Regions from separate parts of the Sus scrofa genome. Here region 1 is linked to region 2. A link is a contact called in public HiChIP or PLAC-seq data. All regions are on one chromosome and are shown on one strand. Each heading gives the region's core, a stretch centred on a gene start, on an enhancer-like site or on the middle of the called end of the contact. The rest is flanking DNA. Distances are from core to core; before and after follow the strand shown. Region 1 has its middle 24 kb from the start of NANOG. Region 2 has its middle 13 kb from the start of DPPA3.

What was found. HiChIP or PLAC-seq counts read pairs in DNA pulled down with a chosen protein or histone mark.
Region 1: an H3K27ac HiChIP or PLAC-seq map of alveolar macrophages shows a contact between it and region 2. The contact joins two enhancer-like sites. A contact is called at or near these places in 7 of 47 Hi-C or Micro-C datasets (blood, embryonic fibroblasts, epiblast stem cells and 2 more) and 1 of 2 datasets of contacts at active chromatin or transcription factors (alveolar macrophages).

What each region holds. Positions count from the first base shown.
Region 1 is chr5:62,951,981-62,958,881 of Sscrofa11.1, forward strand. No RefSeq gene overlaps it. Among named protein-coding and RNA genes, the nearest start is that of NANOG, 24 kb to the left of the region's middle. Within about 2 kb of position 5,026, at least 17 of the 83 cell types and tissues checked have an H3K27ac peak or open chromatin away from gene starts, as enhancers often do. A contact at or near this core is called in alveolar macrophages, where this site is marked.
Region 2 is chr5:62,877,460-62,884,258 of Sscrofa11.1, forward strand. No RefSeq gene overlaps it. Among named protein-coding and RNA genes, the nearest start is that of DPPA3, 13 kb to the left of the region's middle. Within about 2 kb of position 3,857, at least 18 of the 83 cell types and tissues checked have an H3K27ac peak or open chromatin away from gene starts, as enhancers often do. A contact at or near this core is called in alveolar macrophages, where this site is marked.

The sequences.
Region 1 (6,901 bases), core at 3,776-6,275, 76 kb after region 2:
TATGAAAATAGATCATGTATTTATCTTACTGTCTTTAGGGAAGCCTAGAATCTGGAACTCTGGCTTTTGAACCACAGTTCAGTCTGCTTTGGGCAAAGCCACCAAAGCCACCATTAAGCTCATTTTGAGGGTCACTCCTCCCCCCAGTGGTCCACTGTTGCTCTGGGGACTCACCAATTTCCTGTTTTAGAACCTTGGCAAGCTTCTTGCTCATCCCCAGGTCTTCCAGGACAAGGGAATGGTTGTCTAGACATATTCCTCAATTGTGTGTGGTTCAGATGGAAATTCACGTACGATGATGGCAATGAGATGTATGCAGATAGGCTTGATGAACTAGGGGTTTCCTAAAGGGAACCAACTGGAGGGCCTGAGAGAAAACAAAACAAATGTACAAAAAAGCTTAGCAGAGTAAATGACACTTGTTTGACAAGTGACTCCCAGTAGTTCTAAACCAAAGTCGTGAAGGAAACACGTAAACGTTCTTGGCAGAGTGGGACTGGGTATTATAATGGGGTATGAATGGCTGAGGACAAGCAGAAATGAGATCTGTTGTTATGGGGTTGTGACTGAAAGCATTATCAATGCTATTCATATTGTTTCAGTGTTATCAGCAGGAAAACTGGGGGTGGAGGGAATTAAAAAAGAAGAATGGGAAAAAACATAAACCCAAATGTTCCATTCCAAAAGGTACAGGGGTTAGTTCCCTGGTGGCCCAGTAGGTTAAGGATCTGGCATTGTCACGGCTGTGGCGCTGGTCACTATTGTGGTACAGGTTCAATCCCTGGCCTAGGAATTTTTGCATGCAGGAAGAATATGCCAAACCCGCACAACGATTAATGCCTTTGTTTAATTCATATTTATTAAATATTGCTATTTGCTATAGACCTTTCTTTTTAAAACATTAACTTATTATTTGGGGGGGGGGTGTTCCCATCGTGGCTCAGCAGTAACAAACCCACGAGGATGCAGGTTTGATCCCTGGCCTCACTCACAGGGTTAAGGATCCAGTGTTGCCAGGAGCTGTGGTATAGTTTGCAAATGCAGCTCAGATCCCGAGTTGCTGAGGCTATGGGGTAGGCTGGGGGCTACAGCTCTGATTTGACCCCTAGCCTGGGAACTTCCATATGCCGCAGGTGCAGCCATAAAAAGCAGAGGGAAGGAGTTCCCGTCGTGGCACAGTGGTTAACGAATCCGACTAGGAACCATGAGGTTGCGGGTTCGGTCCCTGCCCTTGCTCAGTGGGTTAACGATCCGGCGTTGCCGTGAGCTGTGGTGTAGGCTGCAGACACGGCTCCGATCCTGAGTTGCTGTGGCTCTGGCGTAGGCCAGCAGCTACAGCTCCGATTTGACCCTTAGCCTGGGAACCTCCATGTGCCGCTGGAGCGGCCCAAGAAATGGCAAAAAGACAAAAAAAAAAAAAAAAAAAAAAAAAGCAGGGGGAAAAAAATCTCTACCGTATTTTATTTGAGAACCTCTATGAATAAAACCGTGAAACCCTTCTGAGGAATATACAGATAGTTTTTTTATATTGTGAAGATATTGGTTCTCCTTAAATGAATTTATATTCAATATTACCCCAATTAAAATACCAGGGGATGGATTTTCTTTTTTGGAAGTGGAAAAAAATTTAATCCTGGAAAATTGTGAGCAAGGAAAACGAGGAGGGAGTAGCCCAGCAGACATTTTGTCTTATTTTAATTTTTTATTAAAGTATAGTTGATTTTCTGCTGTACAGCAAAGTGACCCACTCATGTATATATACATTCTTTTTCTCATATTCCATCTATCCCAAGAGATTGGATATAGTTTCCTGTGTTGTACAGTAGGAAGATATTTTAAAAATATGTATGCAATTTGGTGCTACAGAAGAAACAGATGAACAGAACAAAGATGTCTCAAATAGCCCAGGTACATATGCAAATTTAATATATGGTAATTGTTGAGTAAATGATCTTGGCTAGTTAGTTATTGAGGAAGAAAACACCAAGATGGTTCCTTATTTCATATCACACCCACAAATTCCAGAGGAATCAAAGATTTAATCATAAATGAAAAGTACAAAATACTAGAAGAAACATTCATAAATACTTTTAATGCTTATGAAACTGGAATAAAAAAGTCCTTTTCAAGAAGGCATTAATACACAAAGGTTGTAAATGGAAAATTTTCTATATGATTAGTAATTATTTTTTAGAAGTTCTAGAGTTCCCATGTCACAGGGGATTAAGGATCTGGTGTTGTTGCTGTTGCAGCTCAGATCCCTGTGTGGCCAGAAAAAAAAAAAGAAGAGATTAGGGAATTCCAAGACCAAGTGACCTGCAGGTCCTGGTCCTGGTTCTGGGACTGCCATTTTTTGCTGTCACATGGTGGACAGTGCAAGGGAGCTTTCTTATGGGGCTCCTTTTTTTTTTGGCCACATCCATGGCATGCAGAAGTTCCCAGGCCAAGGATCGAATCTGTGCTACAGCAGCGACCCAAGCCACAGCAGTGACAACGCCAGATCCTTAACGCACTACACCACAAGGGAGCTCCCCAACCAAAAACTAAAAAAAATTTTTTTCATTCAAAAGGACATATCAAGAAAGTAAAAAGAAGAGTTCTCTTGTGGCACAGTGGGTTAAGGATCTTGTGATGCCACTGCAGCAGCTCGGGTCAGTGCTGTGGCATAGGTTCTATCTGGGAACTTTGATATGCCATGGGCACAGCCAAAAAAAAAAAAAAAAGTGGAGTTCCCGTCGTGGCGCAGTGGTTAACGAATCCGACTAGGAACCATGAGGTTGCGGGTTCGATCCCTGCCCTTGCTCAGTGGGTTAACGATCCGGCATTGCCGTGAGCTGTGGTGTAGGTTGCAGACGCGGCTCGGATCCCGCGTTGCTGTGGCTCTGGCGTAGGCCGGTGGCTACAGCTCCGATTCAACCCCTAGCCTGGGAACCTCCATATGCCACGGGAGCGGCCCAAGAAATAGCAACAACAACAACAACAACAACAACAGACAAAAAGACAAAAAAAAAAAAAAAAAAGTGAAAAGACAATCTACAGAATGGGATTTGCAAATCATATAATTGATGAGACTCATCCCGCCTATATAAAGACCTCTTACAACTCAATAAAAACAATAAATAAGAACTGAAGGAACCCAATTAAAACTCAGGCAAAGGACCTGAATAGACATTCCACCAAAGAAGATATACAAATGGCCAATAAGCACATAAAAAAATGTTCAATAGCATTAGATATTAGGGAAATGCAAATCCAAACCACACTGAGCTATCATTTCACACCCACTAGGACACATAAAAGTGTCACACTACTATATATAAAGTAGATAAGCAAAAGGACCTACGGTACAGCACAGGGAACTCCACTCTATTCTGTAATAACCTACATGGGAAAATAATCTGAAAAAGAATGGCTATATATATACATACAATTATGCACCTGAAACTAACAACCCTGTACATCAACTACACCCCAATATAAAATAAAATTAAATTAAAAAGTCACATGATAAATTAACAAGTGTTGTTCAGTATAAAGAGAAATCAAATCCCTCACACACAGAACAAAAATATCTACCTATTCAATTATATTGAATAGCTTCACAATATTCCATTACAGGATGTTGCAAAATTTAGTTTAACCAGTTTCCTACCTATTAGAACATTTAGGGTTTTTCTGGGTTTTTTTGGTTGAGCCTACGACATGGGGAACACCCCAGCAGTGACAACGGTGAATTCTTAACCACTACGCCACCAGGGAACTCCAGAACATTTAGGTTTTACTATAATCACTTAAGTCTATTACTTTCCTCTTTGTTTTGATCTTTGTAGTATATAGATGTGTTTTTATATAATTTATATATTATAGAGTTCACCCAATGAAAGTATACAATTCAATAATTTTTAGCATTTGTACAGCATTGTGGAACCACTACCATAATCTAACTTTAGAGTGTTTCCATCACCACCCATTAGAAGTCATTCCCTGTCTCTCTGTGTCCCCAACTCCCCTTTGTTTTCTTCCTTTTAGTTCTAGGTCACCACTACCTTCTTCCTCTCAATAGATTTGCTGGGTCTTTAAATTTCATATAAATTGAGTCATATAATATGCGAGCTTTTGTGACTGGCTTATGTTTTCAAGGTTCATCCACATCCATAGCATGTATCAGTACTTCATTACTTTTTATAATCATAATAATGTCACATTATATGGTTATACCACATTTGGTTATCCATTTATCTGTCAATGGATAAATGGACATATATGTAGTTTCCAGTTGGGGTTTTTGTGAACAATCCTTCAAGGAACATTTGTGAACAAGTTTTTGTGTGGACATGTTTTCATCTTTCATGGGTAATACACCTAGGAATGGAAATGTTGGATTATATGGTAACTAGTTTCTTTATACACTCAATTTTACCTAATTTGTCTTGTTTCTTTTCCAAAACATATCCTCCGCTGCTATATACATAAGGATTTTAAAAAACCCAAAGAGTGAAAAAAATGCTCAATCTCATACTAAAAACGCAGATTTAAAGTACAGGATCCCTTTCTCACTTCAGATTGATAAAGAGTAAAAGTTTCATAGTAAAACATTTTCATAAAAGTGTGTAAAAACTGGCACCCTTATACCTTGCTGTGGATTTAACGTTATTCAAGTTCTTGATCACTTAGCCAAGAGACAGGATGCCAGTTCCAGTTATGTCGATTCATTCCTTAATTTAAAAAAAATGAGATTTCAATTTAATCTCTGAAATCCATGCCAACTCAGGTGATATAATCCTACCAATTAAGTCCCAAAGTCTCTACCAATCTAGAAAGGGTAGTAAAATTTTCTTCAGAATAAGAAAAGCGGAAAATACTTGCATTTGAAGGTATGCAAGGTTCCATGCACGCCCTGAATTTTAGCCAGAAATGGAACCCAACAGTCTAGCGGGTTTCTGCGGCCGCCCACGCCTGCGCAGTGAGGGCAGCTCGCTAGTGATTCCGCTCGACGGATGCCCCGCCTCTCGAAGCGTCCGCAGTTTGGTCCTTCTCTGGACTCGCTTGCCGGCTTCCGTAGTCTGCGGTTAAGGGGAGGCGGTGGTTGCGACCTCAGGGCCACGCCGAGGCTGAGCCGGACGATTTGCGCGTTCTTCACTCCCCCGCCGGGATCTGCAGTTTCAGCGGTGCCGCCGACGCCACCGTAGCCCGAATTGCCGGTGCGGATTTGTTTCTAGACTCGTTGGTGCCACTCTTTGGGAATCCTCATCTGAGGGCTTCTAAGTGATGAAGGATGACGGAGTGGTGAAGACCCAGGGCGCAGAGCCGGAGCGGGTGGGCCCAGGTCTCACCTCAGCCTGGTCCTCAACAGCATCCCGCAACTTGGAGGCCCTGGGACCAGAGGCGCTCCTCGACCTCTCCCTTGTCTCATTTAACCAGCCCTGAGCAGATGCCTCCAACCTTGCTTCAGCTGGAGCCAGCCATTTGGAATCTTGGCCATACTTATGGAACAAACACTTTTGGTCTCTCCCACCACCCACCCCCAAATGGCACTTTTCAACTTGGATTGTATCTGAAATACAGGTGGCTTGGGAGTTGTGGAGGGAGGAAATCCTGTCCATCAAGGACCAGACACCTAACGTTTTTGGGGCAGTTATCAATGTACTGCCTCAGCTCCAAGTTTAATCTTTTTTTTTTTCTTTTAATAATGATTTTTATTTTTTTCCATTATAGCTGATTTACAGTGTTCTGTCGATTTTCTACTGCACAGCAAGGTGACCCAGTCACACATACATGCATACATTCTTTTTTCTCACATTATCATGCTCCATCACAAGTGACTTGACATAGTTCCCAGTCTTTGCTTATCCATTCCAAAGGCAGTAGTTTGCATCTGTTAACCCCAAATTCCCAGTCCACCCATCCCACTCCTTCCCCACACCTTGGCAACCACAAATCTGTTCTCCATGTCTATGAATTTCTTTTCTTTAGAAAGGTTCATTTGTGCCATATATTAGATTCCAGATATAAGTGATGTCATATGGTATTTGTCTTTCTCTTTCTGACTTACTTCCTTTAGTATGAGAGTCTCTGGTTCCATCCATGTTGCTGCAATGGCATTACTTTGTTCTTTTTGATGGCTGAGTAGTATTCCATTGTGCATATATGCATATATACCATATCTTCCTAATCCAATCATCTGTTGATGGACATTTAGGTTGTTTCCATGTCTTGGCTATAGTGAATAGTGCTGCAATGAACATGTGGATGCATGTATCTTTTTTTTTTAGGGCTACACCCATGGCATATGGAGGTTCCCAGGCTAGGGTCTAATTGGAGCTACAGCTGCTGGCCACAGAGCTGCATTTGTGACCTACACCACAGCTCACTGCAACGCTGGATCCTTAACCCACTGAGCGAGGGCAGGGATCGAACCTCCAACCTCATGGTTCCTAGTCGGATTTGTTTCCACTGCGGCACAATGGGAACCCTGTATGTGTCTTTTTAAAGGAAAGTTTTGTCTGGGTATATGCCCAAGAGTGGGATTGCTGGGTCATATGGTAGTTCTATATATATATTTCTAAGGTACCTCCATACCGTTTTCCGTATTGATTGTACCAATTTACATTCCCACCAATAGTGCAGGAGGGTTCCCTTTTCTCCACACCCTCTCCAGCATTATGTTATTTGTAGACTTATTATTGATGTCCATTCTGACTGGTGTGAGGTGGTACCTCATAGTAGTTTTGATTTGCATTTCTCTAATCAGTGATGTTGAGCATTTTTTCATGTGCTTGTTGGCCATCTATATATCTTCTTTGGAGAAATGTCTATTCAGGTCTTTTGCCTATTTTTCCATTGGGTTGTTGGCTTTTTTGCTGTTGAGTTGTATAAGTTGTTTGTAAATTTTAGAGATTAA
Region 2 (6,799 bases), core at 2,607-5,106:
AAAAATGTTTGTGATTTTTAAAATGACATAAAATTTACCATTTTTATTTTTATTTTTAAAATATATATATTTGCTTTTGGGGCCGCACCTGCAGCATATGGAGGTTCTCAGGCTAGGTGTTGAACTGTAGCTACAGCTGCCAGCCTACACCACAGCCAGAGCAACATCAGATCCAAGCAGCATCTGTGACCTACACCACAGCTCAAGGCAACGCTGGATCCTTAACCCACTGAGTGAGGCCAGGTTTCGAATGTGCAACTTCGTGGTTCCTAGTCAGATTCATTTCCACTGCACCATGACAGGAACTCCTGTGTGTGTGTTTTTTAAGGTTTCTGAAATTATGTCTGTTTTTCCCAAATCAGTGAATGAATCCGGATATAGGTGTGTGATCAGGGAATTCCTGTTGTAGCTCAGTGGGCTGAGAACCAGACTACTATCCTTGAGGATGCGGGTTTGATCCCTGCCTTGCTCAGTGGGTTAAGGATCTCGCATTGCCACAAGCTGGATTCCCTGTTCCCATGGCTGTGATACAGGCCAGCAGCGGCAGCTCTGGTTTGTCCCTTAGCCCAGGAAATTTCACATGCCACAGATGAAGCCCTAAAAGAAAAAGAAAAAAAAACTAGATGTGTGATCATTCCTATTCTTCTGCTCTCTAGGAGATTTTTATTTCTCTGCTGCCAGTCATGACAAATATGAAAACCACTCTGGAGAGTATGAGAGGGTGTCAATATCCTTAAGTCTCCTCATCCCTTTCCTGATGCAAAAGTTTTTTTCCCCCTTTGCTCTCCTAAATTTAGTCCTCAGCAATTGTCTACTCACTTTTTTTTTTTTTTTTTTTTTTTTTTTTTTGTCTTTTTAGGGCTGCACCTGTGGCATATGGAGTTTCCCAGACTAGGGGTCAAATTGGAACTGTAGCTGCTGTTCCAACACCACAGCCACAGCACCACCAGATTTGAGCCACATCTGCGTCCTACACCACAGCTCACAGCAACACCGGATCCTTAACCCACTTAGCGAGGCCAGGGATCCAGGGATCGAAGCTGCATTCTTATGGATCCTAGTCAGATTCGTTTCTGCTGAGCCAAAATGGGAACTCCTTTATTCACCTTCTAATTATAGTATTAAATCTGTAATTATAATGTGCTGGGAGAGGTAGGCTCGATTTCTCCAGGGAACATGAAGGAGTAAAAAATTCTGGACTTAAGGGCACTGGAAAATATAATCTGTATCAGGGTTTCTGAATAGCAGTACTCCTGACATTTGGATGGGGTAATTCTTTGCTTTGGAGCTGCCCTGGGCTAGCAGCAGTTTAGCTGCATCCCTGGCCTCTTACCAGTAGGTGGCAATAGCGTTCCTCAGCTGTGTCTTCCAAGGAGATGCCTCCAGACTGGGCTCCAGACTTTGCCAAATATCCCCTGGGGCATGGGGGAGGGGGACAAAATTGTACCCAGTTGAGACCTGCTCTCTATTTATTATCTGCCTGAGTTTAGTATATACATACTGCCCTCAACATCACACTGATTCTACCTTCTCAGCTGGAGAGGTTTTGGAAGTAAAAATTAAAGATTGTATCAGGAGTTCCCTGGTGGTCTAGTGGTTAGGATTTGGCACCTTCACTGAAGCAACTCTGGTTCAATCCCTGGTTTGGGAACTGGGATCCTACAATCATCAAGCTGCTGCAGATAATTAAATATTGTAATAAGAAATTTCAAAAAAAGAGGAAGAAGAAGAAGAAGATGGTGGTTTGGAAATTGAGGCATATGAGCTGCATACAGGGTTTGCTCTAGAGTTAATTTTTTCTCTCTCTTGAGGAGGAAATGTGGACAAGAGATTTCAGGTAAAATTGTCTTTACAGATACTGGCGGAAAGCAAGGGCAGTAGTTCCTAATTTTGGTTACATGTTAGAATCGGCTGGGAAATTTGTACCTATATATAATTTTTTTTCCTTTTATTCTTATATGTGTATAATTTTTATAATACATATATATATATATTTTTTTTTTTCTTTTCTTTTTCTCTGCCTCAACCCTGACCTGGAAAACTCAGATTTAACTGGTCTGGAGATGGACCCAGAATAGGTATTCTTTGCATGTGGCCCAAGTGAATCTAATTGCTACTTCTGAGAACAATGAGAACAATGACTTGAGGTTGTGAAAGAGAGCTAGAAGCAAACAATGATTAAGTTTAACACATTTTTTAAATAGATAAAATTTGCTGGGGCAAAGATTAGTTTACCAGCAGATTCAAATATCTGAAACATGAATGTCTCTTGTGATACAGATGAGCAAGTTTCCATTCCTTGCTAAATATACAGGGGAACAGCCTTCAAGTTTTGAGAAAGATGTTAATTATTAAAATCAAACCATTTCCGGAGTTCCCATCATGGCACAGTGGTTAACGAATCTGACTAGGAACCATGAGGTTTTGGGTTCGGTCCCTGGCCTGGTTCAGTGTGTTAAGGATCTGGCGTTGCCGTGAACTGTGGTGTAGGTCGCAGACGCGGCTCGGATTCCGCATTGCTATGGCTGTGGCGTAAGCCAGCGTCTACAGCTCCGATTGGACCCCTAGCTTGGGAACCTCCATATGCTGTGGGAGCAGCCCTAGAAAAGGCAAAAATATATATATGTATATATATATATATAGATATATATATATAGATATATATAGATATATATATTTAATTTCCAAACTAGATTTGAGGTGGCTTAAGTTACATTATATAGTTACAATAAACCAGTTTAAATCAAAAGAGAATGTTTTAACTCTGAAGAAGAGAAAAAAGCAAATGCATTAACTATTGTGGCTTTATCTCTAGAAATCATGCTTGAACATTACATTCAGCATTCTTCCTTGTCCACAGGGAGAAAAGGGAAACAGAGTGCCTTAGTCATGATATTGTTTCAGAGAACCTAATAGTTTCTCAACAGAATTAAACAGTAGCAGAGTTCCTGTTGTGGCTCAGTGGTTAATGGATCCGATTAGGAACCATGAGGTTTCGGGTTCGATTCCTGGCCTTGCTCAGTGGGTTAAGGATCCTGCGTTGCTGTGAGCTGAGGTGTGGGTCACAGACGCAGCTTGGATCTGGCGTTGCTGTGGCTCTGGCGTAGGCGGGCATCTACAGCTCCGATTAGACCCCTAGCTTGGGAACCTCCATGTGCCACTCGGCCCTAGAAATGACAAAAATAAATAAATATAAATAAAATTTAAAAAATAAAAATGAAGAAACTCCTAGGAAATTACAACATACCAAAAATATCTGAGGAAAAATGTCTTTAGAGTTATATATGTATTTTTAATTGACTCTAAGTAAAACCTTGCTATAAAGGGGGAAAAAGTTGGAGTACTATTACTCTAACAGCAGGTGCAGACTTAAAATGTAAACAAATACTGGTCCACAAACGCTACTCAGTCCTCAATCCAGGAGAATTCTGATTAAACAGCCCCAGAAGGAAGCAGATAGGAGGCAATCACCCCCGGACTTTGCTCCACCCTCCTTTCTTTCTTCTTGTTCTTTTTTTTTTTTTTTTTTTTTTTCTTTTTCTTTTTTGTCTTTTTGCCATTTCTTGGGCCGCTCTCACGGCATATGGAGGTTCCCAGGCTAGGGGTCGAATCGGAGCTGTAGCTGCCAGCCTACGCCAGAGCCACAGCAACGCGGGATCCGAGCGGCGTCTGCGACCTACACCACAGCTCACGGCAACGCCGGATCCTTAACCCACTGAGCAAGGGCAGGATCCAACCCGCAACCTCATGGTTCCTAGTCGGATTCGTTAACCACTGCTCCACGACTGGAATTCCTCCACCCTCCTTTCTAAAAGGCGGATAAAGTGTTGTTCCCCTTCCTGGCAGCAGATGGCGCCATTGGAGCGTGTACAATGGCTAAAAGGTAAACTCTAAAATTCATCTTCGCTATTCTTCTAGGATGAACTTAAAACCGGAAGGCAGGGTCCTTCAGGATTGAAACTGGCAAAGTTCCTGACTCTAACGCATCTAACCTGGTAGGAACTGTAGATCCTGGTGGGCCCAGTTCCCAAGCACATGAAAGCCAGGGTCAGCTGTGCCTACTAAGGAGAAGCAGGGTTCTTACAAAGTTTCAGGATTGGCACCCAGAGAGAACTTGAAAGTGAAGCTTTCTTCATGCCTGAAACACGTGATGAGAGCTCATCTTTCACTTCTATCCAAGAGAAACACAAAGATGTTCTCCAGGGAGCCTGTCCACAGGCAGGAAAGGACTCAGAGAGGCTCAAATGACCAAGTGAAAATATGATCTTTAATAAAGGAGAACTGTTTCCACCACTACCTCCACCAATGCTGCAAACCGTCCTTGGGATGGGGGCTAACTTGTGCAGAAGAAAATGAAAATATCTGCTCTACGAAAAAGAAAATCATCCTCTGATCAAAATGCCTATGTTTGGAGTTCCCGTCGTGGTGCAGTGGTTAACGAATCCGACTAGGAACCATGAGGTTGCGGGTTCGATCCCTTGCCTTGCTTAGTGGGTTAAGGATCCGGCATTGCCGTGAGCTGTGGTGTAAATCACAGATGCATCTAGATCTGTCATTGCTGTTGCTGTGACATAGACTGGCAGCTGCAGCTCTGATTTGACCCTTAGCCTGGGAACTTCCATATGCCATGAGTGTGGCCCTAAGTATATATATAATAATTAATACATGTGTTTATATGTATTTGTATGTATATAAATGTATATATGTATATACATGTGTGTTTGTATGTATTTATACATATGTATGTATAAATTTTTAAAGAAACCCTGGTTGATCTGGAAGTTCCCAAAGTGGTGCAACGGGATTGGCAGCATCTCAGGAGCCCGGGGATGCAGGTTCAATTCCCGGTCGGCACAGTGCATTAAGAATCTGGTGTTGCAGCAGCTGCAGCTTAGTTCGAAATTGAGGCTCAGATCTGATCCCTGGCCTGGGAACCCCATGGACCACAGGGCAGCCAAAAGAGAAAAATAAATAAATAAATAAATAAATAAAATAAAAACCTGGTTGATCTGGATGAAAGGGAGCTGAGGGGACTGCTGAGGGAATCAGAATTCCAAACAGAGATTCGGCTGCAATGGGAACCGGGAAAGCCATGTTGATACACTAGAACAATGCTTCTCAAATGGGGCAGTGTGTCCCCAGGGGCCACTGAGCCACGTCTGGAGACATCTGTAGAAGTTATTGGGGGAGGGGTGCTGCTTCTGGTATCCAGTGGGTAGAGGCAGGATGGGGACTGGAATGGGGCAGGAGGACAAGGGCAAATGGGGGACGCACTTTAAAACCTCAGGATTCAAGATACATGTCTTCAAACCTTATTTTTTATTTTTTTATTTTATTTTGCTTTTAAGGGCATATGAAAGTTCCTAGGCTAGGTGTCGAATCCGAACTGCAGCTGCCAGCTTACACAACTGCCACAGCAACGCGGGATGTGAGCCACATCTGTGACCTACACCACAGTTCAGGGCAACCCCAGATCCTTAACCCACTGAGTGAAGCCAGGGATCGAACCTGAGTCCTCATGGATACTAGTTGGGTTCATTACTGCTGAGCTACAATGGAAACTCCTCAAGCATTTTGTTTTTTTTTAAATTTGCTTTTTAGGACCACACCCATGGCACATGGAGGTTCCCAGACTAGGGGTCTGATCAGAGCTACAGATGCTGGCCTACACCATGGCAATGGCAGATCTGAGCTGCATCCGCTCTGTGGCCTACATCACAGCTCACAGCAATGCTGGATCCTTAACCCACTAATCGAGGCCAGGGATCATACCTGCGTCCTCATGGATGCTAGTCAATTTGTTTCTGCTGAGCCATGAAGGGAACTCCCAAGCATTTTTTTTTTTTTTTTTTTTTTGTCTTTTTGCTATTTCTTTGGGCCCCTCCTGCAGCATATGGAGGTTCCCAGGCTAGGGGTCGAATCGGAGCTGTAGCCACCGGCCTACGCCAGAGCCACAGCAACACGGGATCCGAGCCGCGTCTGCAACCTACACCACAGCTCATGGCAACGCCGGATCGTTAACCCACTGAGCAAGGGCAGGATCCAACCCGCAACCTCATGGTTCCTAGTCGGATTCGTTAACCACTGCGCCACGACGGGAACTCCCAAGCATTATTTTTTAAAATCAAAAGTAATGCAAGGAGTTCCCATTGTGGCGCAGCGGAAACGAATAAAGGATATGGTGTTGCCGAAGATGTGGCTCCAATTCAATCCCTGGCCTGGGAACTTCCATTATGCCATGGGTGTGGCCGTAAAGTTTAAAAAATTTATTTTCAAAAATATTTAGAAATTTCTCACCAGTTTCTAAAAGGTTAACTGTGATACTATGCTTCTCATTTCCTGGAGAAAACCCACCAGACTTGCAAATATCTTCCTGATTTCACAAAATTTAAGTTCTACCAGTTCCGGTCCTTGTCTGCTTTGTTCACGAATGTATCCCAAAGTCCTAAAAAATTGCTGAGCACATAATGGGCCTTTGGTAAGGATTTGACAAATGATTAATCAATAATGAGTTCTAATGCAGTTCTGGCCTCTTGTCAAATTTTTAAGTTTGCAATAATGACAAATGCAATAATGACAGTATCAATCAATAGAATTTCCCTGGGACTTTCCGTCATTATCATGTACATAAAAGCTCTCTTTTTCCTTTTACTTCTCTTTTTGACCCCTGGCTCCCCAAGGCTGAAATAAGCTTGGAAACGCCCCGCTCTCCTATAAGCAGTTATACTGCATTGAAAAATGCAAAGCTACCTACGAGTTCCTGTTGTGGCTTACCGGGTTAAGGACCTGGCATTGTCTC